Linked DNA regions of Sus scrofa: region 2 is linked to region 1. A link is a contact called in public Hi-C data. All regions are on one chromosome and are shown on one strand. Each heading gives the region's core, a stretch centred on a gene start, on an enhancer-like site or on the middle of the called end of the contact. The rest is flanking DNA. Distances are from core to core; before and after follow the strand shown.

Region 1 (4,994 bases), core at 911-3,410:
AAATCAAATCCGGCCAGCAGAAGGAGAGAGTAGCCCATCACACAGAAGGATGTCAGGACTGCTGCTGGCAGTCCATTGGGCTGCTCTCCATCCCGTGACTCCATGGCCCTCCCTCACCTAGGAGGAGGCTGGGGAACGTAACCCTGCTGTATTCAGGAGGAAAGGCAAGTGTGTTTGGGGACCAGCTAGCTGGTGACTACCCTAACAGTATTGCAGTCACAGCCGTGGAAGGGAGCAATACTCGGAAAAAAAGCCAAGTGTGAAAAGAATGCTCTGTGAGATCAGCTTTGAGGCATAGATCTTAACAGTTGGAAAGAGGGAAGCTATTCTTGGAAGAAAAAAATAATGTGGGCAAAGAGCTGGAGTTGGGGGAAATAACTGTGTTTGGGGAGTGGTGAATACGGGGCAGTTGAGTTAAAGTGAAAACTGAAAAGACAGCTGCTTTTATTGGGCTCTCCTTTTGAAAAAAAAATTTTCTATAGACCTGAGAACATCAATTTAGTTTCCCAGATAATGGATTTTGGTCATAAATGATGCTGATCATTAAACAACAAGGAGGAACTAAAGTTTGAAGGAAAAGTGGTGAGCAAAACTTGATTAGAAATATCTTTCTTGATTATACCTTATATTCCTATTTTGATCTTCTCTATTTTAAATGGAAACAACCTCCTCATTTTCTTTTTAAAATATCAAGTTGGCTTAATGACAGTGTATAAAAGCAGTACAAATTTATTTATGCAGATGAAGGTCTAAAAAAATCAAGATCCATATTCATATTTCATTTTTTATCCCTGGCATCTTTTTCCTTCAGTTGAATATACCCATGCAGCTATATTAATATATAAACGTTATTTTTCCTTGGATGGTATTAATCTCAACCAAATATCTTAAGAGAATAATGGGAGGGTTTTTCCTTTTTGTTCAGAATTTCTTTTAAATCAGACATCTGGTATTTGGCACTCAACTTTTATTAGACTGGTCCAGCACTTTTAAAGGGGGGTAAATCATATGACTTTCATTTTAATTTTTACTGTAATGGTTTAATGTAGCCAACATATGCTGAGTAATAGCATTAAAATAAAATCAGTAAATGAAGGATTACAATCTGTCTGTGTCCAATTTTGCAAAGAAACTAATTAGAGAAAGGTTTTTCAGATCAGAATTGGATTAGCCAGCAATTTTTAAAAATTGTAATAATATAATGAGAAATCTTGGGACTTTAACATGTTGCTATTGAGAAAGAAAAATTGTAAGGGACATTAACACTTTTCACTCTAATTCTGGGCTGTGGGAAGTGCAGGTCAGGGTAATTCTTTTGCAGGACTCTCTCCTCACTGCCAGAAAGCATTTAGACACGAAATCCAAGGCTTTTTCACAGTTATCTATTTTAATTATAAATATTAACTTGGGAACTGGAATGATTATAGCTGGTCTACGGATAATGCAGATTTCCCCACATCCTGGGGAGCATTCATTTCAATTTTCTCATTTCACTAACTGGGATTTGAGAAAGACTTTCTAGCCCACTCCTTAATTTTGGGCAGCCAGCCAGTTATTTTCTATGGTTCTACTTACTGAGGTACAGAACTGCATTTGGAATTAAGCTGGAATTTTATTTATAGCTTTGGAATGTCTTGCTAAATGTCTCTAAATATGGCACTTCTCTGTAAATGGAATGAAACCTCAATCATTTCTACATAGAAATTGAGCAAAGAGAATTATTGAGGTAATGTTTGTCAGTTTCCTTAAATTCTGTCAGTTACGGGTAGCATAAATAAGAACATTAATGGATTCGTCTTACCACAGAGATCTTAATTATAAATATTTTGGGCTCATGACTAGGACTGGTAATTCAAAGGAGATTTTTGACAAACAAGCTCAACATGGAACATCACTCTATAAGAGGTAATTTTATGACTTGTAAGATAATTTGGAAAGATTCGGTTCTGATTAAAAGAATAAAAGGTGAGGTATAAAATTATTCTACCTAATATCCATTTCAATATCGTGAATAGGACAAAACCATGTTATGTTCATTTAGTGTTTTTCAGTGAATAAGAAACGCGATTGGTTGCGCTTTGCAATTTTTAGGCATTCACTAAAGTCATAATTTCCTCATGTTATAGAAATCCAGAACAGGACAAACCAAATCACTGGTTCAATATGCTAAATTAGCATAGTTGGCATTTGACAAACTCACGGAAAATGGCCTTCAAAATGCCAGCATGTCTTTGCCCCTTTTATCTCCTCAAAGTAGTGTCCCATTCTTTTCCAAATGTCCTAAATTTCAATGTCATTTTTATTTTCCTTTTTGTTCTTTTTCTAGACAATCTCAAGCAAAGTGAGTAATACAGGAAGGGATTCCAAGGAGCACCACAGGAAATGCTCATCTAAAGACCCCTCTTCTGCCATTGACCAGTTTGATCTCTTTTCTTTTTTGGACAATAATTTCCACTGCTAAGTTCATTAGAAATTAGGCAACACAGCAAGAGAATGACCTTACAAAACATAAGTATGTGCAGTGAGCAAGAACGTACTGAATCTTGTTCCTTCAGGTTTTCTACGTTTATGTTAATTTTCACTTGTGCTTTTGGTGAGACAAAAATACCATAATATATATCATTTGGGTCCTCAAGGAGTTTATCATGAAGCCATCGATACACCTGAAATAATCTATGAACAATCCTAGAAAACGAATAACAAATTGAGAAATTAAATATAATTATTTCAAATGTGTGTGCTACAGATAGTAGTCAGGACAAAGGAGTCCTTAATGGATGGGAGATAATAACTAGGTTACATGTAGAAGTAACTTGAGCTTGGGCCTTGGATTATCCTATAAAGGAAGAAGGGGTGGAGTTCCCAATGTGGTGCAGTGGGTTAAGGATCCACCTTTGCAGCAGCTACAGCATAGGTGGCAGCTCTGGCTCTGATTCATTTCCTGGCCCAGGAACTTCCATATGCTGCCTCTGTGGCCAGAAAGTGGGGAAGAAAAAGGAAGAAGCGATGGGGGGTGGGGGTGGGGGGTGGAGTCCAGAAATTGTCTTTGAATGAATGTAACAGGAGTAATTCCAAGTCAGGTAACCACTAATAGGGCAGAGATAAACTTGAGTTTCCCCAATCATGAAAGTTTACTTAACATCCATCAAAGACTCACATGAGGAGGATTTGGAAAGGTGTGAGGATATAACCAAAGAGAGAAAATCAAAAGATCAACATTGATGGCTTTAAAATTGTGGCTTCTTCTAGTGTTGGTCCAATGGCGTTAATCCTCACTTCTTTCTCTTCCCCACTTTTTAGTCACTGTGTCTGGTGGAACTACATAGAATTAGATGTTTTTCTAAATCTTCTATATATTCTACTGCATTAATGATAGCTCAGCAGAGATGCCTGGAGGCAGAGAGAATGGAACTGTAACACCATTCCACTGCCCAGGTCGTTCTCTCGCACTGACCAGGAGCTTGGTGGATTCCTTTACACCTGTCAGTCTCCACATGTGTCAGAGGTATGGAGCACATGCAGGTTTTGTTCGAGAGCTCCACACTTTCTTATGAAAATGCAACTACTAGTAGTCTCCAGTACAGAATTTCCCCAAGTGTAGGTATATATTTTGTTTAGACTATTGTAACTATTCTTTCTCCCCAGAGTCATGTTCTTACTACACAGCATTTAGTCTTCACATACTTGGATAAATATTTTCTATCCAATATTAATTTTCCTTTCAGTCTCCTTCTACTTGTTTTCCTCTTATTACATTTTAAAAAATTCAGAGAAACTTTGAGAATAGATGCAAATGAACAGAGGCATTTGACATCACGAAACCATTATTTACAGTCCTGGGGAGCCATGGTGTTGTAAGGGAATCAGACATAAATATTCATTTCACACTGCATTTGACTAACCCTTGTATTGTTTCTTTTTAACAGTCTGAAATGCTTTCGTTTCTCCAGTTATATCTAAATGAAGTACATACCCAAGAAAGCTTAAAGAATGATAAATGTCCTTTTAATGTACATTTTCTTTCATATTAGTCTCCAGGTTTTCTACTCATTACCAATTAACTTGGAGTGTCCACATTTGCATTAATTAGAGGAAAAGTACAGTTTTGATTACTGACAGTAATTACTCAGATAATAATAAAAATTAGATTTTTTTTCTCTCAGTAATGTTCTAAGTTAATGGATCCAGCATAGGATAAGATATTATTTTGATTAAATAACATCCCTTACCTGATCTGACTCCTGTGGTACAATGATAAACATTAGCATCCTGAAATATAATTTTTCTTATTTGCTGTTCTCACATACTCAATTTAGCTTGAAAAAAATACCGTTCATTCTACTACGTAGCCTGGATCTTCCATTTCCCTCTGAGGCTGGAAGAACTGACTGAGTGGGGTTTGCAATTGGAATTTCCTTCATAGACTTTCCCTAAAACCCAATAAAAAGAAATAGAAAAGGGAGGCTGAGCCTATTTCATTGACTCTAGGCCCATTGCCTGGTTTCTATTAAGTTTGACAGTATTTATTTGTGAAGCTAGAATGATGTAAGAAACTGAGGCTGTAAATACATTTTCCCCAAAATATCAAATATTGAACCTGCAAAAACTAAATAATAACGAAAAGGGTAGAAAGTGACAAAACTGAAGTTCTTCTCCCCACTGCTAAGCCTCAGAAATTCCACTGAGTGGACAGACACTGACACTTCCTGTCTCAGTGTAAAGTCTGTTACAGCTCACATTTAAGCCACCAGTTTTAGTCCGTGGTGGCATATCAATTGTATTTAATTAATATACTGCTGTTCTAATATACTTATGTCATCAGTTATAAAATCAGGCATATGTTATAAAGCAATGAATATATGTATAGTATTGCCTTTTAAGAAAATTCTAGAAAATTCAAAGGAGTTATTCTCCCCTCAAAAATGTAATGTTACGACATTTTTGGTATAATAGTAAACCTGTCTTAAAAAGCTATCACTCATAAATGAGTTTTC
Region 2 (4,762 bases), core at 642-3,141, 93 kb after region 1:
CCATTTATTTACTAACTGACTTATAATGAATAGCTGAAAATTCGTCCAGTACAGCAGGTAGAAGTAGGTAGTAGAAACAAAACTCTTTCTGCTGTCTTGGTTCTACGGTGAATTCCCATTACAACCAGTTAGGTGCTTTTAAAAGAATTATTTCATCTTCTGGATTCTGTTACTGAAATAGTAAAATAAATGGGTTGACTCGATAATTACAAAGTTCCAGTTGTAAAGTGACATGCTTCACATTAGGTTGAAACAGTGAGCATGTTTATCATTAATAAATTTTCCCTTTGTTTTTGTGACCCAAAGATATAACTCTTAATAAACTGGTGAAATCGTTCTAATGAGAATAGATTCATGTTTTCATAATCTATTAAGACTTATGGGCAGATTCAACAAATGAATTACTATGGTGTACAAGAGTGACTAGCCATCTTCACGACTCACCAATACCCCCCCCACACACACACACAGAATGAGCTTACTTTCTTTGACTCAGAAAACAACACAAAATGAATCTATTTGAGTTGACATACAGGAAATATATTTTTCTCAACTGAAGTATGAATTTCAAAGCTATGTAATATGCTGTTCAATAGAGTAAAGCTCATCCTTATCATTAAAAAGTCTGTTAAAAGAATGTTTAAAAGAATGATACAGAAAACAGCTCCTATTGATATGATAACCTCCTGTGAAGTGTGCAAAGCACACATTTTTTGGAAAGGAGATTTTTTTAAATGATTAGCATTATCCATTATTAATAACTATGGTGAAACTCGGGAGTGTGAGAGACCCTGGCTATTGCCTCCAGTCAAATATTTGCATATAAGCCAGGTCATGCTGGGTGCAGACAAAATGAAAAGAATAATCAGCCTTTCCCAAAACACAGCTCCCTGTCACAGGAAAGCATCATCTCCCATCACTGTCTGATCTTATTTGAGAACACCAGGCATTGCAGATTACCGGAGAGATAGCCGATTTTTTTTTTTTTCCCATAAGTCTCATTGCCAGAATTTCAAACCCAAATTGGATTATTAGAACATCACAGTATAATCCTGGTGCTGATATTTTGAAAGGAAAAACAATAGAAATAGAAAAAGGAACCACAGGGGATACTCTTAATTCTCCTCATGTACATTAAATATCTATTTGCTTAGATTCCCGCTTTGAAATAGGGAAGAATGTCAGAGTCGAGTCGTAGCCCTGAAGATCAGCTCTAAGAATTGAAGAACGTTTTTCCTTTTGCTCACTGGGGCTGTGGGAAAACACATTCGATAAGGTCTAAACGCAGGGGAAGTTGTTAACGAAGCAGTACTTTGTCGCTGGCTTCAGAGTTTTGACCCAAGATTTGTTATAACCCTGTCCCATTCCAGCAAAAACAGCTACTGGCCACCGGATATTCGGCGATGTATTGTAAAAACCGGCTATGTGCCCATATCTGGAGATACGCAACAATGTCAACAAAATCAGCACATATATGAAGGACTGACTTAGTCTGAATATTTGGTGAATTTATTATAGCCCCTAGTAGCAGAGGAAGCTCCCCAAATTCTGTCTGAGATTGAAAAGTCTTCCCAGGTTCAGCAAAGGGTGGTGTGGGATTTCCTTTTTGGTTTCATTTTAATGACCTTTTTGTGCCTTAAAAATCCTAAAACAGGAAACTTTTCTGGGAAGGAAAGCATTTGACCGGGAGAATTTGTCTTTGGCTGTCACAATCTTCAGCTACCATTCAGCTAAATGTTGTTTGGAATAATATGGCCTTAATGCCCCTATCTCCTGTTGAATTGCTCAGACGGGTGGGAGATTAGAGTGGGGAGAGGTGCCGGTATTATCTGTGGGAGCCCTCTGGGGGTCACGCTACACTAACAAGGCCGCCCCAGTCAGGGTGACAGAACCCAGCTGCTGCCTGGCTCCGCCTCCACCGTCACAAGGTTCCACTTACTGGGGGCCTGTGTCTCCAGAGACTGTGTATTCTAACCCATTTTTTTTCCTCCACCTCTAAAAAAGTGGCTAGCTCATCATTTTTGTCCTCATGTTTTAGGAAAGACCTACATGTGAAACCACTTACCTGTTTAACCCTCTGAACCTAAAGAAAATGTGTCACGCCACTTAAAATACCTCCACTCCAGGGCTGCCCTCACTGACGACACGTAGGAGTGCCCTAATGAGCCGTTGATCAGGAAGATAAATACTGGATTTTTTAATATCCATCCATGAGCAGCCACGAGAGTTTAGGTGACTGTATTTCACGAATTGCTTCATCTCTATTTATCCCGAGGGAAGTCATATGGTACATACAGAGCACTGCCCATCTGTACTTTCATCTTCAAAAGGCGCCTTGGTACCTTTTTTTTTTTTTTTTTTCTTTTTTTAGGAAAAGTAATTTCTTTCTTCCACTGAGGGCTCTTTATTCATGGTAATCGCTTTTTTCTTTTTCTTTTAAAGATGGTGAGAAACTTCCCAGGTTTGTTTGGCTCACGGCTGCTTCTGAAAGGCCAGCACACGGCAGGCAAAGCTCTCGGTTTTCACCTCAGTTTCTGGGGAGGAATGTCAGTCAGTCTTGGGTCAACGCAACTTAGAAACGGTGATAATGATTCAGCCAGTAGAGGGAGCTAGGGCTTCCTCACAGCTTAAAGGGCACAGCCCAAGGACGCAGCAATTTTGGGGGGATGAAGTTGATTCTTAATGCTACCCCGAGAGTAAAGGTTTGTACATTATTTTTCCTATAAAAGTGAGGAAGGAAACAAAACCATCCCTACCTTTTGAGGAGAATAACAAGTTAGGAGAAGTTTATTAGCATTATAGCTTATCGCTTTGGAAGAGTGAATCATTTTGGAAAGACAAATCGTGTTTATAATTATACTCATTAGACTACTATAATTAAAACTATTATTATAACAAACTTACATTCATACAAGGCTAAAAGAAGGAGGGAGCATTCAATGAGATTTGAATACTTGTTTCATGTTTGGTATTTAAATGGTTTTGCCAAGTTAACTCATGAAACAGATTTCTCCTCTTCGGTGCGTGCACTTGCACTGGGGAAAAAGGCAATGAAAGCATTTTTGGTGTCCTATTTTTTTCATTTATCAGCATTTGTAATTATGGTTAAGTGCTTCCAAAACAGGGCCTCGATCTATGAAAGGTCCTGCATTTATATAGTGCTTTTAACTTTTTGAAGTATTTTTATATGTGCTATCTCATTTTAAAGTAGATTTGACACAGCCCCAATCTATTAAGGAAGTGACCCTTTAAACCCAAGAACACTCTGGACATTTTTTAGCTGTACTTATCTTAGCTACCATTATAAAACTTAATGAAAGTCACGGTGATACTAAAACTTCCATAATCAGTATAAAGTTATCAAAGTGGAAGTTTTGCAAAAAGCCACTACATTATTTTTTATCATCCAGAAGGCTTTTTCGTTTTTATTTCAATCAATTTGAAGTTATCTGTGGTTTGTGTTAAGAGTAATACTGTCAAGAATTTCATTATAGCCATCATTGTTGAGAATTTTGTAGAAATAACAAGTTTTATGTGTTCAGATTAGCCCATAAAATAATAAAAGGCTGGAGATGACATTTTTTAAAGACTTTTCTTGTTTTTTGTTGTTTTTTTGTTTTTTGTTTTTAGAATATGATGAATTCTATTCCTGGGAGACTTGTACCATGTTCTTTTTGAAATGTGTGCCCTCTCCATGGTGTCTTAAGGAACAGTGGCTACTCAAGCACTGTTTTTGATTGTGTAAATTACGGTAGCTAGGAAACTGGGTTGTCTCTACTGGTTCTTGTCCATCTTCTGGAGTAATAAGGGCATTTTGTGAAAGGCCAGCAGAGATATTAACTCCATCAATGTTGTCGATTCAATTCTGAATAACCATTAGTATGCATGTGACCAAGCAACCACGGGAGTACCCAAAATTGAGAAAGGAGCATCCTGGATATAGCCAGTAAAAATCAATTGCTTCAGCTGGGTTCAAATTTCCTGGGGAAATATTTTTTCCAAAGGCCTGAGCCAAGTTTGAGATAAAAAAGCATTATTATCATCTTCTGAAACTAAATTAGCAACAATCTGGATTATTTCCTTGATCATTCCAAACGCTGTCATTCTATTCATGATTTGCTTCTTTTTCTAAGTTTGTCACTCTTATAAATTATAAAAATTAGATTAAAAACTTGTTTTTATGGGGTGCAGTGTAGTTAATATACAGGGGGAAAAGTCATGTTTTGTTTTTTTTTTCTAATTTAGGAAAGAAAACTGGAACAATGAGATTTGAATGAGTGACCTTTGCCATGAACTGCATCTTTATCAGAGTGTAAAGGAGGAAATATGAAGGCTATTGCTTTTTACATTTTAAATGTATTTGGACATTCTTTGTCAGTTGAACTTGAGGAAATAACCCATTGTGGAAGAAAAGGGAAGGAGTCATCTGTGTAAGTAAATACTCATCTCAGAAAAATAGATTCATTTTATCTGCACACAATTTTTTTGTTAATTGGGTTTTAATGTCAAAATTGAAGTATTTTCACATACATACTTTATGAAATAGAAATTAATAAGAATTTACTGGATAGCCGCGGGAAATCTACTCAATAGTTTGCAATCACCTACATGAGGAAAAAGAATGGGTATATTTATAAGTGATTCACTTTGCTCTACACTTGAAACTAATACAGCATTATAAGTCAACTATACTCCAATAAAATTTTTAAAGATAAAATAATCTTAAAAATTTGAAGTATTTTAAATGATCAAATTATATTTT

What was found. A called contact is a pair of places that touch in the nucleus more often than the background predicts.
Region 2: a contact with region 1 is called in a Hi-C map of heart right ventricle, with 4 times the contacts expected there. The contact joins two enhancer-like sites. A contact is called at or near these places in 5 of 47 Hi-C or Micro-C datasets (embryonic fibroblasts, epiblast stem cells, fetal heart ventricle and 1 more).

Annotation. Positions count from the first base shown.
Region 1 is chr14:16,050,336-16,055,329 of Sscrofa11.1, forward strand. No RefSeq gene overlaps it. Among named protein-coding and RNA genes, the nearest start is that of CEP44, 160 kb to the left of the region's middle. Within about 2 kb of position 2,161, at least 2 of the 83 cell types and tissues checked have an H3K27ac peak or open chromatin away from gene starts, as enhancers often do.
Region 2 is chr14:16,144,075-16,148,836 of Sscrofa11.1, forward strand. No RefSeq gene overlaps it. Among named protein-coding and RNA genes, the nearest start is that of CEP44, 250 kb to the left of the region's middle. Within about 2 kb of position 1,892, at least 10 of the 83 cell types and tissues checked have an H3K27ac peak or open chromatin away from gene starts, as enhancers often do.